2 separate regions of the Neogale vison genome follow, and region 1 is linked to region 2. A link is a contact called in public Hi-C data. All regions are on one chromosome and are shown on one strand. Each heading gives the region's core, a stretch centred on a gene start, on an enhancer-like site or on the middle of the called end of the contact. The rest is flanking DNA. Distances are from core to core; before and after follow the strand shown. Region 1 holds the start of RND3 (rho-related GTP-binding protein RhoE). Region 2 holds the start of MMADHC (cobalamin trafficking protein CblD).

Evidence for each region. A called contact is a pair of places that touch in the nucleus more often than the background predicts.
Region 1: a contact with region 2 is called in a Hi-C map of muscle, with 11 times the contacts expected there. The contact joins the promoter of RND3 here to the promoter of MMADHC in region 2. A contact is called at or near these places in 2 of 3 Hi-C or Micro-C datasets (fibroblasts and muscle).

Annotation. Positions count from the first base shown.
Region 1 is chr3:49,118,193-49,123,754 of ASM_NN_V1, reverse strand. It overlaps RND3 (rho-related GTP-binding protein RhoE), which reads left to right and starts at 2,598. Exons shown (of 5, transcript XM_044242052.1): 1 at 2,598-3,020; 2 at 3,494-3,581. The coding sequence starts at 2,871.
Region 2 is chr3:48,353,753-48,359,862 of ASM_NN_V1, reverse strand. MMADHC (cobalamin trafficking protein CblD) reads left to right here and starts at 2,982. Exons shown (of 8, transcript XM_044242051.1): 1 at 2,982-3,063; 2 at 3,600-3,659. The coding sequence starts at 3,651.

The DNA.
Region 1 (5,562 bases), core at 1,349-3,848, 760 kb before region 2:
AGACACTGAGCACTAGAGATCCAGAGAAGGAAAGGAAAGGATTCTTGCTCTAATGAGACTCAGAGACTGGTAACTTCAGGCGGTTGGTTTTCTACTCTATTACACAGCCATTAAATTTCACTCAGCAACTGGCAGATTCCTGGAGATTCAGGTCACCTGATTTCCAAAAATAGTCATCCACTATGATTTCAGATTATTCATTGGTAAAGTGATTATACCTCTCATTTTGCCTGGGACAAACCCTGTTTACAACTGCTGTTCTGACATAATCATTAGTAGTACCTTTTTTGCTCTCAAAAGTGCCCAGTTTATATGACAAATGATCTACCTATTCACTGTCAGTCAAATACTAATAATTCATAATTAAGGCTAGTTAGAGTGGCTTACCCACATAGACGATGTCAATTCAGTAATGTGTAATGTCACATCCTATCTCTAGAAAAGGGCAACTTATAAGTTAAAAATCTGAGAGAAGAGAAAGGTAGATCTATTTTCCCAGTTCCAATTAGTGAGTCCATTAATGAGGCCAGTATTTCCCAAGATATGTTCAATAATTCTAAGAAGTGTAAGTAAGAGTTACATGCAAAATATAAAATAGAGCAGAGATGCTTTATTGTGCCACAAACTATTCTGTAAAGTTCACTTGCACCCCCTCATCATCACTATTATGATTCCCATTTTACAGATGATCAAGCTGAGGCTCATAGAGGGTGAAGAACTCGTCCAAGGTCACACAGATCCACTTCTTGGTGATCTTGACCCCAGCCATTGTTCCCACTGCTCTTCGAATGAAAGAACAAATAATTGGATAAAAGCTTCCTGTGCTTAAATAGGGCATGCCGGGTCAAACTATGTTATGTAGGCTACTTTTCCTTTGAACTTTTTTTGTGTCTATAACCGGTGCATCTTGAAGGGGTGAAAAGGACGCAGAGTCTCCATCATTCATGGGGACACAGGACAGTTTTTTGTGAGGAGGACTGAAGTTCTGCTGAGAAAACTTTGGCCAACTCTGCTTTGGGAACTTGATTAGGGCCAGCTATCCCTTTCTCTGGGGCTCAGCCCTACATGTGTGTAAACACCCACCCACACACTGAGTCTGAGGCAGGGTCTTGCTTTGCCGTGGGGGTGGGGGAGCCTCCAGTTTTTCTCTGCTCTGAATGGGAGACAAGACCATCCTTGGATGCATGAGGCTTCATGGTCTTACCATTCAATACTTAACATCTCTGCCTTTAACCCTCCCTTTCAGTGTCTTTTCATTTCCCATACTGAACATTCTGGGTCTTCTTTCTTTCTTTTTTTTTTTTTTTAATTTTTGTTTATTTATTTGACGGAGAGAGAGTGAGAAAGAGCACAAGCGGGGGTGGGAGGGGCAGAGGGAGAGAGTGAGAAGCAGACTCCTGGCTGAACAGGGAGCCCAATACCAGGTGCCATCCCAGGACCCTGGGATCATGATCTGAGCCATAGACAGATGCTTAATTAACTGAGTCACTCAGGTGCCCTGCACGTTCTGAGTTTTTACCTCACCTTCTCATTTATGAGCCTAGAAGTCTCCACAGAGGTATCTATAATATTTTTGACCAATGTCCTTACTACAGTTTAATAGCTGAAACCTTTCCATTTGAAGCACAGGAGACAAAGATGAGAAAAGAAGGACTTCTGATAGAGAAAAGAGAACAAGTGCCTAGCCATTATTGCTCCTCTTTTAGATTTTTGGGGGTGGGTGGGTAGGGGGATGGGTGCGAAAAATGAGGGGTGGAGGGAGCAGAGTTGTACCTGCACTTTCCAACTAAGTACATTTGTGTTTTCTGGATACATCTTTGATTCTAGGGAAGGGGAGGCTACAGATAGAGGAAACCAGGGCAGAATCAGATATCCTCTACCTGGTCTCCTCATTGCAACCCGGGCAATGGCTGCCTTGCCTGTTTGGGCTCCTACTGCAATAGAGCTGAGTTTGCAATGGCTTTTGCACTGAGTTATAAGCATCTCCTGCTTCTCTTTTTTCTCTGTTCCCACCTCTTCTACCCACTCTTCAAAACCTTTCTGCCTCCTCCTGAGTGACTGAAACTGACAGGTTTCAGAAGCCAGTGTGTTGCTGTGACCTAGACAAGCCAGTTCCCGCATCTGAAATAGCCTGGCTTAGCTATTGTTCCATGCCCTATATACGTGATACAAACCATTTCTTTCTTTAAAAAAAAAAAAAAATACAACCACTTAACCCTTCCTAACCCAAGAGAGCTTGCTGTTTTTTTAATGATGGTTTTAACTTGGATGAGAAATGCTTTTGCTTTTACAAATGTTCATGAGGCTTATGTACATCAGCCCCTATTAAAACGTTTTTAAAGGAATCCTAATAAAAATCCCCATGCACAGACATTCCATTTCCCACCTCCTGCTGGACTGGCACAGTCCCATCCATCAGCAAAGCATGGTTGGGGTCTTCAAATTGTCCCGAGGCTTAGTCTGGAAATAGATCCCGCACGGTCCCCCTAGAGGGCGCACTGTTTACATTTTCAGGGAGTAACGAGAGGGCGCTTGCTCCCAGGCTCCATAAAAGGGGAGGAGGCGGATCGGTTTCCTTCTCTCATTGAGAAAGAGGATTGGAAGGCCGGGCGTATAAAGCCTTGCGGAGAGCGTGAAACAAAGCAGTCGGATCGGAATTGGACTTGGGAAGCGCGGTGTGGAGTCAGGCGTAAAACTTGTTGGAGGGGAGTAACGAGCCTGCTCCTCCAGCCCCCCGTCTGCGCGGCGCTTCGAGAGTTCCCACCAGCTTCGGGTTGTATTTTTTTGTATCTGTTTTTTATAGACAGAGAAGTATCTATTTTTCCTCTTAAGAGAAAATTCCTGTTCCAAGAGAAAATAAGGCAAGATCAATGAAGGAGAGAAGAGCCAGCCAGAAATTATCTAGTAAATCTATCATGGATCCTAATCAGAACGTGAAATGCAAGATAGTAGTAGTGGGAGACAGTCAGTGTGGGAAAACCGCGCTGCTGCACGTCTTCGCCAAAGACTGCTTCCCCGAGGTGAGTGCGGCCGGCCGGCCGGGGCTCGGACGCGGGAGGGGTCCGCCTGCGGGGATCCCCCCGTCTGGGGTTGGGCTTCTCCTCGCATTGCCCCCTTCACCCCATTTTCTTTTCCTAAGTAGTCTTTCTTACTACTTTCCCCCTGGTGAGACTGCCGGGAAAGGGAAAGTGAGCTGGAACGTTTCGGGGACGCGTCTGCACATTCCGCTGTTAGCCTCTGAAACTTGTTCGGTCCTGGGTGCGGAACCCGGGTGGGGAGGTTTGGATCCTCACGTCTTGGGGAGCAGGGCGGTGCGGGTGATGAGGCTGGGGTTTCAGAAAGGGGCCGCGTGTCTGGGGGGTGGGATTTTTTCTTTTTTTTTTTTTAAATCGGGGAGTGAGGAAGCGATTTTCAGAGGGTGTTATGCCGGTGTCGTGCTCTGTAGATAACCTCTTTGCCCTCTTTCCTGTCTCTGCCCATTTTGTTTGTCCAGAATTATGTCCCTACAGTGTTTGAGAATTACACGGCCAGTTTTGAAATCGACACACAAAGAATAGAGTTGAGCCTGTGGGACACTTCGGGTAAGAGAGTCCTCGGACCGCGTGGCGCTTGGGGCGGGTTTCCAGCGGCACCGGGTGCGTGGCGGGTCTCGGGACCCCGCGCGGCACGCTCCCAAGCGCCCAACCGCGCACCAGCCGCACACTCTGCGCTCCTGGCTTAACTCGGCCTCTTCCGAGGGATTCCCGCGGTCCCTGCTGGGTGAACGTTTTGTCCCTTCTGGGCGGGGTGGGGGACGACGAGGGCTAGGGGGGAATGGGAGTGGGGAGAGAAGGGCGCTGTGTGCCCGCCGGGTGACCCCGCGGTGGAACCGCTTGTAGCCAGGTGGCCGGGGAGCGGCTGGCTCGGGGGGGAGGGGAGGTCGTTCCCCAGTCGCCTATGGGCGGCCAAGGTGGCCCGATGGGGGTGGGGGGAGAATGCGTGCGGGCCTCTGAACTACCGGGCTCGCGGCAGGCGCCCCTCCAGGAGCTAACCTGATGACTGTCGGAGACGCGGGGAGCGCAGCGGGAGTGGTGGGAGGTGGGGGAGAATCCCCGAAGCGACGCAGTTAACGTGTGTATTCAGCGTTTGGGGCGGGGGGAGCAACGTGAGCACAGGCAGCCGCGGCGCTCCTGACGCCTACAGCCAGGAATGCGCTGGTGGCGCGGGCAGGACCCGGCGGAGCGGTCGCCGGCCCTGGTCTCCGGCCGCCCGCCGCCCGCGCAGTCTCGGTGCGGATCCCCAGATCCTACACCCCTCGCCAGCCCCAGTGATCACGCCGCACCCCGCACCCCCATCCCGGCCCTCGCAGTTCTTTCCTGACTATTTCATCACCCTCTGCCCGCCTGCAAGGCCGCGGGCAGTGCTCTTCGCCTTTGACCTTTCTGTCCAGTTGAATTACTGGCATCGTGGTGAATTATTTTCAAGGGTCCGGGGTTCAAGGCCGGGTTATCGCTTTCTGTGCGCCCACCCACCTACGTAGTGGGCGGTGGTAGAAAGGACGGGTACCCCTGGGGAGGTCCCTAGCACGCGGCTATTAGGGATCTGGCCTGGGCCTGGCTTGGTGGGGGCGGGAGGCGCCACCTGGAATCTCGGGCTGGTACCCGCCCCCCAGCCCCCCACCCCGCAGTGCTCGGAGGATCGGAGGGGGAGGGGAGGAATCCCGTTTCACACTAGGCTGTCGCCTCTGGAGGAGGGGCCACCGGGGAAAGCCGGGTGCAGGCCCCAGCGCTTGGGTCTGGGAGCTTAGCAGGGAGTCGGGCTGCTGCAGGTGGACCGAGCCAAATCCCGGGTGAAACTAGCGAGGAGGAGCGCGCAAGTGCCAACATGCAGCCGTTGCTGTCAAGCAGGGAGGCCCCCGAGGTGGACCTGCGCCCAGCTGGGAGTGGCCTCGTGGAAGTGCTTCTGGACTGCGAGCTTCCGACAGCCCTGGGTTTTAACTTCTGGAGCCCCCGGGGCGGGGAGGGGACACAACGGGATTAGAGAGCAAAAGGAAGGCACCAGACTGACAGGGTCGCCAGAGGCAGTCCCTGCACAAAGGCAAGGGAGAAGTCTCGCACGAGCGCCTCTCCATGGCCAGTGCCAGATGCGCGTAGTGTTGCGGTGGGAGGCGCTGAATTTGTTTCCACCTGAGAGTCAGGCTCTTCCTCAAGCTTGGCCAAGGGTAGCAGAACCAGAACCTCACAGTGTTTTTGTACTGGGGTGTGCACGCACCGTCTCGCGACTACAGGCACCGTGTGGATAGACAGAATGGAAGTGTTTTTAGTTATTTATTTATTTTTATTTTCAGTAGTTCCTGTTACCAGAATTGTAGCCTGGTACTTAATGCGCTCTAATTCCCAGACATACCATGGTATTTGTTATGCCTGGCGTGCAGGACAGCTGATACGGTACTAATAATTAGCGTCAGTACTTAACCCTCCCCCAGCCTGTTTGGACCTAATGTATAATAAGAATTACTTAGGCATGGGGTCTGTAATTCTGATGCAGTATTGATAAAAACCCGTGTTTAGATCTTAGCTTCTG
Region 2 (6,110 bases), core at 1,733-4,232:
ACCAGCTGCAACAGAACAGTCTTGCCAAGTTGAGAACTTAGTGATTACTATATATTTCTTAGTTTGTGTAAGTATACATCTTTTGTTATTGAGAATTAGTGTTTCTAGAATAAAAGGGAAGCCATATGTTTACCAAAAAACATCAAAGCAGGCAGCTATAAAAGTCAGATGAGAAAGAAAACCTCCAAGAATTACATATTGGCCTCTGGATAATCTCATAATGTGGTGAATAGATCAATTTTTACAGTTCTTCGATGGTCCTCCTTCATCTCTGTAGAATAAGAACAATCCAAGAGAGAGGGGAAGGGAGAAGGAAAATAGATAAGAGTAAGCTGAAATAAACTGAGAGACAGCTACTTACCTCTCTGTCTTCTGAGTTTTACTGTTGTGGAAGGCATGGAGATGTCGGAGCCAGACAAATCCAACGTTTAATCTCCCATTCACCACTACACGTAATTGTACATCATTGAGCAGTGTACCTAGCCTGAGTCTCATTTTCTTCACTTATGCAGTATAGACACCATTACTCTCCCAGCACAGTTGTCAGATAGATGGATGTCATGAAGGTATGGAGGCTGGAAACAGAAAAACAAAAAGCAGCTGTTGTTAATGGTAGCTTGTTATTAGTGACCCACACTTCTTCATCTATTCAACTTCTCGTATTCAGCAAACATTTATTGATCACCTCTCTGTAGCAGGAATACAGTAAAGTCCTAGAATAAGGTGAACAAACAGATAAAGTCTCTGTCCTCAAGAAGTTTCTGTTTCATCCTCTGAATACCAAGTTATCAAAATTCCACCTCCCCACACCCCACTGCACTGAAATTCCTCTGGAAAAGTCACGGTTGCTGGATTTATCAAATAAGATGAACCTCAATAAGAACATTTTTAACATCTAATAATGTTGAGCAATAATAACAGTAATTCTTGATGTCTAGAATCCTGTCTCCTGATTTCCTTCTACTTTCTGACTGAAACTTGCCAGTTTCCATTGCCAGGTTTTCTTCTGTTACCCCTTTAATTAATATCTCCTAGTATTCTGACTTTGCCCTTTTTCTTTTGTACTCTACAAAAGAAGCTATGTACCCTCTCCCTATGGAAAAAAAATGAATCTATTTACAAATATACAAAAATGTGGATACATTTCAGAAGTGTCACAGACACTCCCTTCTCATAAAGCCTATTGTTGAACTTCAGGATAAGGGGTTCCCATGGCTTGAATAATTACCCATATGTCAAGGACCCTCAAATTTCTGTCTCCTATATAAACCACTTTCCTGAGCAATAGGCCTATTTTCAAATGACTTATTGGCAACTCCACATGAATGTCCCTTAAGCATCTTACAACTGAAGTTATCCCAAACCAAACTCTTCATCATTCTCCGAACATCCGTTCTTCTGGAAGACACTATGTGCGGGAGAGAGAACACTATTTTGAACCTAACAGACCTTGATTTAAGTCCAACCCTGGAAGCTTCAGAAATATACTTAGCCCCTTTCTTCTTTCATTTCTTCTTCATATTTAACATGAGGATAATAGCTCTTTTTCTATATCGTTATGAGAATTAAAACAAATAATGTGAAAAACCTTATCCAAGTGCAACCACATAGTATACATTCCACAGATACTAATATTACTGAATTCCCAATAAAACAAAAGCAACTCTATTCACCAAATATCCTAAGTCAAAAATTTAGAAGTTATCCTCACACACCCTTCCAATCCATCCTCTAAATGGCAGCCAGAGGACCTTCCCAAGATACAAATCTGGTAACGCCATGACTCTGCTTCAGTCTTCCCAGTTGCTTCTCGTTGCTTCCAAGATTACATCTATCTTAGTACTGCACTGAAGACTGACTATGATCATGGCCCCTGTCCATGCCAAACCCATTCCCTTGACTACCTGTAGATCTCCCCAAATGTGCACAGTGTTTCAGATTCCACAACTCTGTTCACACTGCTCCCTTTGCCGGAAGTATCCTCACCCTTCCACATCTTTTCTTGGCATTCTGGTAAACACCCATTCATCTTTCAAAACACATACAAGCATATGTGCTATGATGTTACTCCTGACAGCTTCCTGCCATACTGTTGATCACTGACTCCTTTTATCTCCCACCTGAACCTGACAAATGATTTCTATCGTGGCAAAGATGAATAGCATATGCTTCCTGATCTCAAAAAGCTTACAATCATCATTCAACCAGAAATCCTCTTATATAACCGGGACAAGTAAACCAAAGAGAAATTTCCAAGGCATGAAAAAGTGAGTTGTATGTAACTTCAACACTCAGCTCAGTGGTCCTTTCTTAGAAGCCTTTCTGTGACTCCCAAGCTCCGAGCTGTGTGTGCATGTGTATGCTTTAAGTGTTAGCTATATATAAATTCGTTTGATCTTTACAGTGTGTGGAGCAAGCACTATTATTCTCCTTTTACAGGTGAAGAAACAGAAACAGACCAACTTGCCTAACATTACCTACCCAGAAATATTGGTATGAATAAAGTATGGACTTCAGTTAATTAAAAAACAATTTATAAATGAAAATGATATATGTTTCTAAATAAATTGTTTGATAAATACCTATTGAGCCTATTAAGGGCCTGGGACATAAATAGAAAAACCTAAGTGTCCTAAGCTCGAAAACAGTGATTCTTGGAAAAACCAGTAACTATGATATAAAGAAGTTAAGATTGTATCTCTTGGTGGCAGTTAGAAAGCCTTGGGGTGGAGGAATCTAGCAAATGAACCCATGAGTTAATGAAGGAAACAGAAGGAGCCCTCAACCCAGATCAGGAACCCTCCTCCTTCCACGTCACCCCACCTCACCTTTTCTCCTCCTACATGTTTGCCCGCGGCTATCCAATAGGAGGTAGGCTCTATGGTCCTATTGTGCGCGTGCGCATCATTAATTCGACGATCCTTCCCATCGACGCTTTCAGGAGCAACTTCTTCAGCCTGGTCACTGCCAGCGTCTACGCTACCCCTGCGGCCGTCGCCGCCGCCATTTTGACGGCGCAAAGAGTGAGAGGGTCTGGGACGGCTGGAGGCGGCGGCGGGACTGGTACGGATGGTTTCCACCCGCTTTAGCCCCTCCAGATTCGCCGTCTTCTTGGTGCCACGGCATTCGGTATTGCCCCTATTCCGACAGGGTCCCTGTCGGTGTCCCTAGTCCTGTCACTCCGTCTGCAGGCTGTTTTCGCTTCCTCACCGTCAGCTCCGTTCGAACCCTTTTTTGGAGCTGTGGTCAGACCCCCCCCCCCACCCCGGTCTGTTAAAATGCCCGCTTCGACCCTCGGAACTCTGTCTAAGCCTTCGGCTCCTCGTTCCCCGCCCTCATCTGGTCCGAGTTGCTTGCTGGAGCGGGGGCTGAGGGATGGGGGCCCAAACCGGGAGGGCTGGGTACTGCACGGCCTCCTCTGGGCAGGGATCTGTGCCCTGTAGGGACTGGAGGCCAATTCTGGCCTTCTTGGATTTTAGGGGGAGCTTGGACTTTGGTCGTGGTGGAGCAACAATGGTAGAAGATAGTGGACGTTCCCCAAGTTGTGTGTTACTACAGCTTAATCGCACACTGGCCTGTTTTGTTTTGTACGTTCTCAGGAAGAACTTTACGAAAGGGAAGATAATTTGCGTCTGCTGTCCCCGCTGGAAATGGCCACTGTGAGTAAATTAGTATTTTAAGCAGTGTAGTGGTTTGGGTACTTGTTAGAAAATGGAGGGACGGGTTTAATTATGATAACATCGGTGGCATGTTTCTTGTGCGTAGACGTAGTTGTATGAAAAATGTCAGGGGAAGCAAGGGGCGTGAAATTATGTTGGTACGCTTCGAAGGTAGTTTGGAACACAAAGGTTTTCTACAACACGCGTGTACTTGTTTCTACAAATTCGTTTTTGGAAATAAATTCAGTGCCAACATCCTTTCAATATTTTTTAAAAGACCTTTTGAGTAAATATTTAGAGTTTATTTTTAAACTATTTTTTCTTTTGTTAGCGAAACTGAAGGTTTTGTAACCGCTTCAGTCAAGCGAGTAACCTTCCAAATCGTACAAAATGAGAGCAAGAGATACGATTCTCATAGACCAGAAATATTGATTGCAAGTCTCCAGTTTAGACTCATGCTACTGTAAGGACTTGATATAGTAGGGGACAGTAGAAGTACATGAAATAGCTACAATAAAGGTGTAAAGTAATTATTTCTTAAAATCTACACAAAAGTACATCCAGATTCAAAGCTTTGTGAAGAGGAGAAACAAGGGGTTTGGGATCACTTAATCAGAGAACATTTAATCTGAGTTTTTAAAGATGGTAGGAGTTAGATAATGGAGGACTTGAATGGAAGAATCTGATATATTCAGAGACATCCTCCCTTTCAAAAACCAAAAAGTCATTTCTGCATTCTGCAATGTGAGATATATGAAAGAGATTAGAGGGAAATAAGGTTGTATTGTGGAGTTGGAATTGAGTAGTAGCTTGAATGTCACACTCAGTATTTAGATCTGATTCTTTACATTGTGATCGTTTAATCAAAGCTGTGTTAGGAGGATTAATATGGCAACAATTAGTCAGGATAATATTCGTGTAATTGAACATGATATGTTAAGAGTCTAATGATGTGACTGTAGGGTCAATTCATAAAAGTAGACCACTAGTTTTGGACCCCATTTTAACATGAATTTTTACTTAGCCAGACCCCCAGAAAGGGAATGTTGTAATAGAAGCATGGGAACTCTCAGAGTAACTAGAATAGAATACTCATGTTCAACCTGGCTTTATTTTTATTTAAATGAATTAGATCATCAGGGTGAGTATTTTGAAAGATGCTTTCACAAATCTTTTATTGTTAGAAAGAAGTTCATACAAAATAAATCTTAATATTCAAATATACTTTAAAATCTTGTGTTTATATGCATTGGAAATACTGAATGTCAGTTAGGAAATATGCAAGTATGTGTGTCTTCACCTATTTAATTAGCATACATAGCAAGAGTCATGAATGTCCACGCTTCAGAAGCTGGACAGGTAAATCAAGATGCCTCAGTGGGAACTTTGGCAAACTGAAATTCTCATTTCTGATATAACAGGAGTAGCCTTTCCTTAGCTACGGTGATTTATTGCTAACTAATGCCATTTGGGAATATGAATAGTGCTGCCAGCTCTTCTGAGATTTCAAGAATAGCCAAAAATCTGGACTTTTTGTGTGAAATCTGTAATTTCTCAATGTTTAGACCCAATTCAGATTTTTTTTTTATATAATATTGTGGACTACACAAAAATGTCTGTAGCTGGATATGAATGAATTTCCTTGATGGATATAGATGAATTTCCTAGATAACTAGTTCTAAGTCTTTGGTATAGATCCTGTATTCTACTCACATGACCAAAAGCAGGACTTAATCCTAAAGTAGTGTCTAAAAGACAGTTTCTCTGTTTACACTAATAAAGATTTTAAAATTATATTTGATAACCTGTCATCTTCCCAAGTCTAGAATCCTAGGTTTGAAGTAGTCATATATAAAATTGTACTTATCCTCATACTAAAATAAACTGGCTATACTAATTTTTGAATTATTTATTGGCTGTCATATTTAGTTATATTTACCAGCTGACCCAATGTCATAAAATCTGCCAAGTAACGAATTTGAGGATCCTGTAGGTTAAAAGGGAAACTTGAAACACATTAACACTGTCATCAGTTATTCCTTTCAGTGGACAAATTAGATACTGGCTTCTTTTGCCATTAAAATGAAATATAAATAAAGTAACTTGATTCGGTTTTCTTAGGTTGGCAACAAAACTCACATTTTATTATAACTTTCGTTAAACCATCAAGGAAAAAAAATCTAAAAGTGGCCTTGGCATTCACGGACTAAAATAATTCTTAATAATATTGGGAAGTTTTTAAAATAATTTGGATAATATTTCTTTTCCTTTTTGCTTGTGAAGCAATTTATTACCAAAAATAATATTTTGATAATCATACTTTAATTTTAATGGCATATGGAAGTATTTTGTGCAGATTAGTAAAACAGTGCATGTAAAGCACTTAGCACAGAACCTAGCCCACAGTAACTAACATCTGTTGAGTATTTGTTATTTAATATTGCCCCTTTC